Linked DNA regions of Mus musculus: region 1 is linked to region 2. A link is a contact called in public HiChIP or PLAC-seq data. All regions are on one chromosome and are shown on one strand. Each heading gives the region's core, a stretch centred on a gene start, on an enhancer-like site or on the middle of the called end of the contact. The rest is flanking DNA. Distances are from core to core; before and after follow the strand shown. Region 1 holds the start of Mras (muscle and microspikes RAS). Region 2 holds the start of Rbp2 (retinol binding protein 2, cellular).

Region 1 (3,901 bases), core at 142-2,641, 950 kb before region 2:
AAACAAAGGCTGTGTCTAAAGTCTTGGCCTCCCTACCTGGGAAGGGAGGCAGAAGTTGAGGTCCCCTAGGCTTGTAGCTCTACCTACTCAGCCGTTCAAGGCCAATGAGACTCCTCAAAAGAAACAACAACAACAACCACACCCCAACCAAAGATCAAAATAAAGCAAAATGGTGACAGGCACCCGAAAGGTAACACCCACTGTTGTCCTGTCCTCACAACTGTACGCATGCACAGGTGCATGCTTATGTCCCCGCACACACGTGAGTGGTGCCAGTGTAACATGCTATGGCTGCGTTGGAAACAGATATATGCCCCCGAAAGAGTTCCCCAGTCAACCCGGCAATTCCGCTGGAGGTGTATGTATCCAAGAGGAATCACAGTATTTACATAAAGACTTTTAACACTAGCACTTTATTCACACCGAGAGAAAGGGGGAAAGTAGGTAAGCATCGACTGAGGAAAGGCTAAACAAATGCTTCCTATACACACAGTGGGAGATGAGTCTGGCCGAGGTGTGGCTACGCGGAACCACGTGCATCCAGTCTGCACACACCGTGGAAGAAGCCAGTCACAGAGACCACATGTTGTATGACTCCATTTATATAGAATGTTCTGAATAGGCAAATCCACCGAGGCTGAAATGCAGATTAGAGGGTTCCAGAGCCTGGGAGGGGGGAAGAATGGGGAGAGGTTACCCACAGAGGTTTTTTCTTTTAATTTATTGGGGAAAGGAGTAGTGACCCGAATGTTCTGGAATTAGATAAATAACTATGGTCGCACAACTTTGTTATACCAAAACCCCACTGAAACGTACGCCTTTAAAAGCATATACTCAGCGTTATGTGATCATATCTCAAGTCTTGTAAAAGGGAAAGCCGGGGATAGGGAGTAGGGAATGACTCCAACCCAATGGAAGAGCTAAATGGTGTGCGAACGTCGCCGCCGCCTCCTATCCAGGTCGCTGGCTAATTCTCAAGAACTTTGAGGCCTGAATCTGGCACCTAGCTAAAGCAAGCAGCAGGCCCTCGGAATCTTGGGGTCCTCGGGACGTGGTTGAAGCGACGGGACTCTTCTAAGGACTGGGGAGGCGTCCGCAGGTCCCGAAGTTGGCAGCCCGAAGAGTTAAAGATTGAACCTACAGCTCTTTTAAAGCCGCCCGGGGCCAATTCCCCTTAGGTGTCCTAGGCTTATCGGCGGCTCACAGACTGCAGATCCGTGTGGTGAGTGAGTGGAGGCGAGGGGACCCTTGCCCGGTGCCAGCTGTCCCAATGCCCACAGTGGTGCCGTTTGGGGGTCGTCGCAGCCACTCGGAAGGCTCCCGAGGCGCGGGGTGCGCGGTCGCTTTAAGGCGTCAGCGGGGCGGGGACGGCGGCGGCCGGGCTGGCTGGCGCGGAGCCGTCAGTCGGCGGCGCGGGGCCCGGCGGGCGCGGCGCTCCCTCCTCCCGGTGCGAGCGAGGAGGCGGTGGCCCAGGGCGGGAGCCCAGCCCCGGCGGGAGCGCGCGGCGAGCCGCCCGGCAACCCTGAGGGGAGGAGGCCGCCGGGCGCTTTGTTCCGTTCCGGGGCTGGAGGTGTGGCCGGTTCCGCGTTCGCCGGGCTGCGCTGCGCTGCACCCGGCTGCACCCGGGCAGCGGGCTCCGGCTGTGCGTGGCCTCTGCCCCCTACCACCGGCTCTGGCTTAACGGTGTGCAGCGGAGAAGTCGCTCACCACTCCGACCCAAGTGGGAAGGGCCTAGCCGCCGCTTAGACAGACTCCTTTGATTGTAGTCATCCTGGGGTTCCTCGGCTGCCCGGGTAAGGACTCGGCAGGGAGGTGGGCGGCGGGGTCGGGTAGGGGCTCTCCTGGCTTAAAATGGCGTAAATCAGGTTAAAGATCTACGGAGAGGTGGTACATTCATGTGGATAATACAAAACCGCTTTCTTCATAAACAACTCTTCACTGCGTCCTGGGTTCGGGTTGCTGGGCTGGCTCTCTGGTCACCACTGGGGCCTGCGCTCGTTAAACTGATGCGGCCCGGTGCCCATCATGTGTCAGGCTCCATGCCAAATCCTGTTCTGCTTGGAAAGCAGGGCACAAACTGAATGACAGTCTAGTGTGGTCAGTGGGAGAGCTCAAGTGCCCCTACGCCAGGGTTAGGTCAGAGAGACGACTGTTCAGAAGAGCAGAGTGGGCCCTTGACATTACGGTAGAACCCCCTGCAAAGCTGAGGTGCCTTGGGGACGGAGTGCAGTCTGGAGAATAGGACAAAGACCGTGTCACCTGAACTCTGACCTGAGCGCTGGGGCAGCTCCTGATGGTGGGGAACCTTCTTGGGCTACAATGGTGTTTTTGATTCTCTGGACCAAATTATAGAGACTGACTGATGACGCTCAAAACTGTGGCCTCCAGAGGTCTGGCTGGCCGAGGAGTGAGCGGAGAATGCTTAAAGCAAAGCTTACAAAGCCCTGGTACTTGATGGGAATTTGCCTATCTTCAGACAGGACGCCTCCAGAAAGATGGGAGAAGTGGGACGTTAACCTACCCAGGACTGTGCCTATGCCTGTGCTTTTGACCCCGTGTCTGTTCTGGCCTGTTGTGAGTGAGGCTCTAAGATGCTGACGTTTAAGGCTTGTGCAGCCTGCACTGTACATTCCTAGTGTACCAGTCCGCACGTCCTGCAGTGGTGGGTTGAAGTGTGGGGTGGCAGCTATGTATATTAACAACTGACGCATGTAAGGGCTCAGCTGTGAACAAAGCACTTTCACTGAAGCAGTTCGTAGACTTTCTCCTGCCCCTTTTCCCAGAGAAGAAATCTGAGCTGCTAACATTCCGTAAACCTTCTTATTTCCTGTAAATTGCATGTCCCTGCTGACTGGGGCTGAAAATGTTTCAGGCCGTGGTGTTTCTTCGGGGATGTGTGTGTGTGTGTGTGTGTGTGTGTGTGTGTGTGTGTGTGTGTGTGCTCATAGTACCCTGCAGGCAGTTAGCCTCGCCGACTGCGTTTCATGGCATGGTTTGGCCTTTCTCTGGCCCGGTGGGAGGTGTGGGGGCTCTGTTGCAGTGGGTTTCAAGGTTGGTCTCTTTGTAGTGGGAGGTTAAGCAAGTCCAATGTTCTGGTGGAAACTGCCACCCCCAGATGTGACCTTGACATTTCCTTATGGAGAGGAAAGGCCCTCTGGGGAGGCAGGTGACTGACTACCCTCTAGAGCAGTGGGCCTTGCTCCTGTCTAAAGCAATTTCCATAGCCGTGGCTGGCCTGCAACCTACTGTGTTCTCTGGTCTGCCACTCACAGAGATCTTCTGACCTCTGCCTCCTGAGTGCTGGGATTAAAGATACATACCACTCGCCTTGGCTGCATTTATAAGATTTGGGGGAGGTGAGTGACAAATGGAACTTTTATTACTAGTTTTAGGCCCAGATGTTTCATACTGTTTGTATACAGTGACAAGTCACTTCCCCCCTGAGGTTGGTCCCTGAGCTCCAGGGATCATCATCCAGAACCAGGGAGGATATTAATGAATTGAGTCCTTTAAGTGACAGGTCCTAACATCATGTGTTTACCAGTCTCCTGGATCGACTCAGTTCTCAGGAAATTGTGATCTCTATCCTGTATTGGACACATGTTGTTGTTGTAATCTTGTCTACCACTGAGAGGCCCCAGTCAGTGCACCTCCCTGGAAGGACCTGAAAACATACTGCTCCTGGGTATTGTGTTGTTTGTGCAAGCCGGGCTAAGTGGGAACTGGGTTCTTGTGCAAAGCTGTAATGCTCACTAGTATCTAGAGGGTCTGAGTGCAGGCATAAGCCGGCTATGAGCTATCAGCACCTTTCTAGAGAGATGGGGAAAATGGAGGAGTTGGCTATGAGCATCTTGCAATCTGGAGCACCTACCAGGTGCCCATGATACAGATGCTGAGCTGA
Region 2 (4,153 bases), core at 190-2,689:
TGTATTGTAGTGTCATTATCCCTATTTGGCAGGTGGAAAAATTAAGGCCCTGAAATGCTAAGAACTGGATCCCACCTCACAGAGGAAGTCTTGGGCATGGCACAGGCTGTACTCACTCTGTGTTTACTTACCTTATCAATGTGATAATGTTCAAAATTATGGTTCTGAACTATGCTCTAATTGACTACATATGTGGGTTCTGAAATCCATTTCCATTAGCCACTCATGTTGCTAGACAGGAGTGTGGCAGGAATAGTTCCTTTTTGCCTAGGTTCTGTTACACCCCCTTCCAAATTGATTTGGTATCTTAACCCTAGTAGGTGGGGCTCTAATGAGAGGATTTTTGTCTGTCTTTCTTTAGTTGCAGAAAAAGACCCTACAAGTCCATTCTTATAGATGCTTCTCACCACCATATTCAAATTATCTGTGGCCATATGCAGTCATTTCTCTCATGCTTGTATGGCTCCCCAACATTCAGGGATGTCACTCTGGATGTGGGGAATTTCAATGTAGAAAAGGTGACCAGTGTGCTGTTGCAGTAAAGAAGTTCAGTAGCTAAGCTCCTTGTCCAGTGCCTGGTTGCTGCCATTCTTTGGAGGTCCCCTGTGGCGACTCACTCCATCTTCTTCCAAGTACAGCCCAAATCACATGTTTCTGCCAACACCAGGTGAGACCTACAGACCTGCCCCGTCATTGACTCGGGACATAAACAAATTAGCAACCCTTGGCCTGGAGCCCAGTGCAGAACTTGAATAAGCAGTGGGTGATTTGAGTCCTGTGACAAAAGCCCCCCTCAGAACTCTGAGAGCTTGAATGTCTCTAGGTAGCGAATTGGATGGCTGGTCCTTCGGTGCTTTCTATGTGAAGGCTGAGGAAAACTCAAGCAGGAGTTATTCATTGGTGGCGATGTCTAACTCAATGGGTTACCTGTGAGATGGTGATGACAAGGCAGGAGAGTGATTCTGTTGTCCTCTCAGGGCAGACTATATCTGTCGTGGTGTGTGTATGCATGTACTGTGTGGGAACACATGTACACATGTATATGCATTCTCCGTTCAGTGTTTTCTGTCAGCCACGCACCGTGCAAAGAACATTCTAACCTCATCACACTTATCATTTCTAGGTAGAAAAACAGCCTCAGAGAGTTCCCGGGACTTAACTGACTCTGCCCTGCTACAACTCTGGAGAGAGGGTTTGCACACAGCTCTGGTGAATCCCAAACTAGCACCTCCTCAAGGACCAGTCTACTGTCTTCTTAATGTCCCTTGTCTCCCCATCCCCTTCATCTCTTACCTAGGGCCTTCATGTAGCCTTCAAAGTTCTCATTACTCTCCATTTCCCAGGTTCCATTTTGGTCCTTCGTCATGATGGTGGCCTCTGGTTTGATGTGGACGTTCGGTGACTGTGAAGGAACAGGCTGCAGGGAGACTATGCTAAATGTTACTGCTTTTATAGCTTAGTGGACCAGGTATATAAAGATAATAGAGTCAAAGGTCATAAGCCCAGCTCAAAGGAACTGCCCTTGCCTTTGCAAAGTTCAACAGGTCTGTGGGCAGTCCAGGCACAAAGTCCTGCCGTTGCCAGGTCTGCGTGTCCCTGTGATCTCCATGACACACTGCCTTGGAGCAGCTCATTTTAGGCTGACTGGCCTCCCACAGAGATCCTGGCCTCACACAGAACATTCCATACAGTTCCTAAGGAAAACAAACACTCAGTATTTGTCCCACACGTTCTGCAGGACACCGGAGCCAGGCTTGCCTATCACATAACCAGCATTGATTTGGCCAGTGAAGCTGATGGTGGGTTTTTACATCTGAGGAACTGTTCTTGTGCCAGGCCACACTTGAACTTCATTTTGTCTCAGTTCACAAAAGCTCTGTGGGTTGTATTTAACAGCCCTCCCCACCTCCTGACTCTCTCTCTCTCTCTCTCTCTCTCTCTCTCTCTCTCTCTCTCTCTCTCTCCAGGTCTACAAGGCTCAGGGAAGTTAAATGATAAGCCCAAGGGTGACTTGTAAAAACAGAACCTGGAAAATGAACTGTGACCTGTGACAGCAGAATGGGACAGAAAGGACCTTTGGGGATTCATCACTTGCCTTCCACATTCAGATTTAAGCACTTTAAAACAGTCCCCCCAAACCCCACAGGTCTTGCATGCAAGAATATAAGGCAAGCTGGCCTGGTGGGGTGGGGCTGAAGATAAGAAGGGCTATTAATTGTGGTGAGCAGGAAGCCTGGGTGTAAATGGGCATAGAGAGAAAGAGCTGTTGGTGCTGATATAAGACAAGAAGGGGAAACAGACAGGAAACCTAGTCTCTTGAGGGGCCCATTGCTTCAGTGAAGTTGCACACGAGTCAAAATAACAGTGAAACAAAGAAAGCCCGTGTCTTTAGCTTGGACACTGCGTGGGTCGAAAGAAGTCCTCCACTTTGGCCTGGGTCTAGACTTTGAATTTAGATTTCTGGGCTAACCTAAGGGATTCAGCAAGTGTAAAATTACCTGGAAGCACACATTCAAGCCAGGCCAGACAGAGTTCTCTGTGGTAAAGACATAGCAACAATAGGTTCAGGACCAGAAAACACGGTGAAGCTGATTGCCAAGAACAAGCAGCCCCAGAAGCAGACAGGTTTCCAGGAGTTCCAGAGAGCAATCAGGAGACAGATTTAAAATCAATAAGGAAATTCAAAAATCACCCCCAAACTTTAAAAGGCACAAAGTGATATTTTTTAAAAACGAGAATTACTGCCAGGTGTAGTGGTCCATGCCTTTAATCCCAGCATGCAGAAGGTGACAGGTGGATATCTATGAGTTCCAGGCCAACCTGGTCTACTAGCAAGTTCCAGGTTAGCCAGAGTTACACAGTGAGATTCTGCCTCAAAAAATGTTGTTAGTAATTTAAAAATTAAAACTATGGTTGCTAGGGACTGTGCATAGCTACACTCAGGCACACATGTAATATAAAATACAGAAAATATTTAAAATATATAGTTGCTAAAGTTAAAAAGGCAAGAGGTTGTCTAAATAGTTTATTAAATACAGCTAAAGAAAGTATCTGTAAAGTAGAAGGGCTGAGAACTTTACTCAGAGGCTACATACACTGCTTAGTTTTTGTCAATTTGACCCAATCCTGGATAGGAACCTCAGTTGAGAAATTGCCTCTAACAGATTATCCTGTGGGCAAGTATGTAGGGCATTTTCTATATAAATTATTGATTATGGGAAGGCCCAGTCCTCTGTGGATGTGCCACTCATGACCAGGTGGTCCTGGGTTGTATAAGGAAGCAGTCTGACAAAGCCATGGAGAGCAAGCCAGTAAGCAGTGTTCCACATGTTCTCTGCTTCAGTTCCTACCTCTAGATTCCTGCCTTGAGTTTTGCCCTGGCTTTTCTCATTGATGAGCTGTAATAGGGACGTGTAAGCCAAATACACCTCAAGTTGCTTTTGGTCAGACTCTTTTATCATAGCAAGAGAAAGCAAGACAACAGTACTAACACAGAAGATATCATGGTGAAAACTCAGAGGGGAAAAAACCTAAGTAGGTAAAAACAACAAATCATCTATAAAAGAACAATGCGGCAGTGGGGTTGGCTTTAGGCTTTTCAACAGCCTTGGTAGAGTCTAACAACGGAGCTCTACCCTCCTACAAGTGAAGGAAAATACTTTTAAACAAGAATTCTAAACTCAGGTTGTGTATTACTCAAATATAAACACACACACACACACACACACACACACACACACACACACACACACACATCAGCCCATCAGCCTCAGCACAAAGCCCAAGCCAAACCATGAAGCCAGTATGTTTATGTTGGGTGGTGAGGCCAGCACTAGGAAGGCTCCTGTACTACCTGGGTTAGGGTCCCATCTGTCAGCCTGAAAACCTCAGTGGCAGAATGCTTGAGCAGAAGGAAAAGCAACTGTTGGAATCATGCCCATCACCAAACTCTATCCCACTCTAGAAAAATCACTGAAAGCTTGTCAGGAACTTCCTTGTTGAAGTGAATAATAATTATCTGATTACTTCTGGTCAGTGCTGACTCCTTTCAGCCCAACTTGGCCAAGTTAAGTTGAGGTTTCAATAAAGAAACCCTGCCCACCTTGTCTGTAGTATGTGGCTTGGCCTTATCTCCTCTATATAAGATCCCTTT

What was found. HiChIP or PLAC-seq counts read pairs in DNA pulled down with a chosen protein or histone mark.
Region 1: a contact with region 2 is called in a FOXA1 HiChIP or PLAC-seq map of pancreatic cancer cells. The contact joins the promoter of Mras here to the promoter of Rbp2 in region 2.

What each region holds. Positions count from the first base shown.
Region 1 is chr9:99,434,202-99,438,102 of GRCm38.p6, reverse strand. Mras (muscle and microspikes RAS) reads left to right here and starts at 1,391. Exons shown (of 6, transcript NM_008624.3): 1 at 1,391-1,793.
Region 2 is chr9:98,487,823-98,491,975 of GRCm38.p6, reverse strand. Rbp2 (retinol binding protein 2, cellular) reads right to left here and starts at 1,439. Exons shown (of 4, transcript NM_009034.4): 1 at 1,294-1,439. The coding sequence starts at 1,366.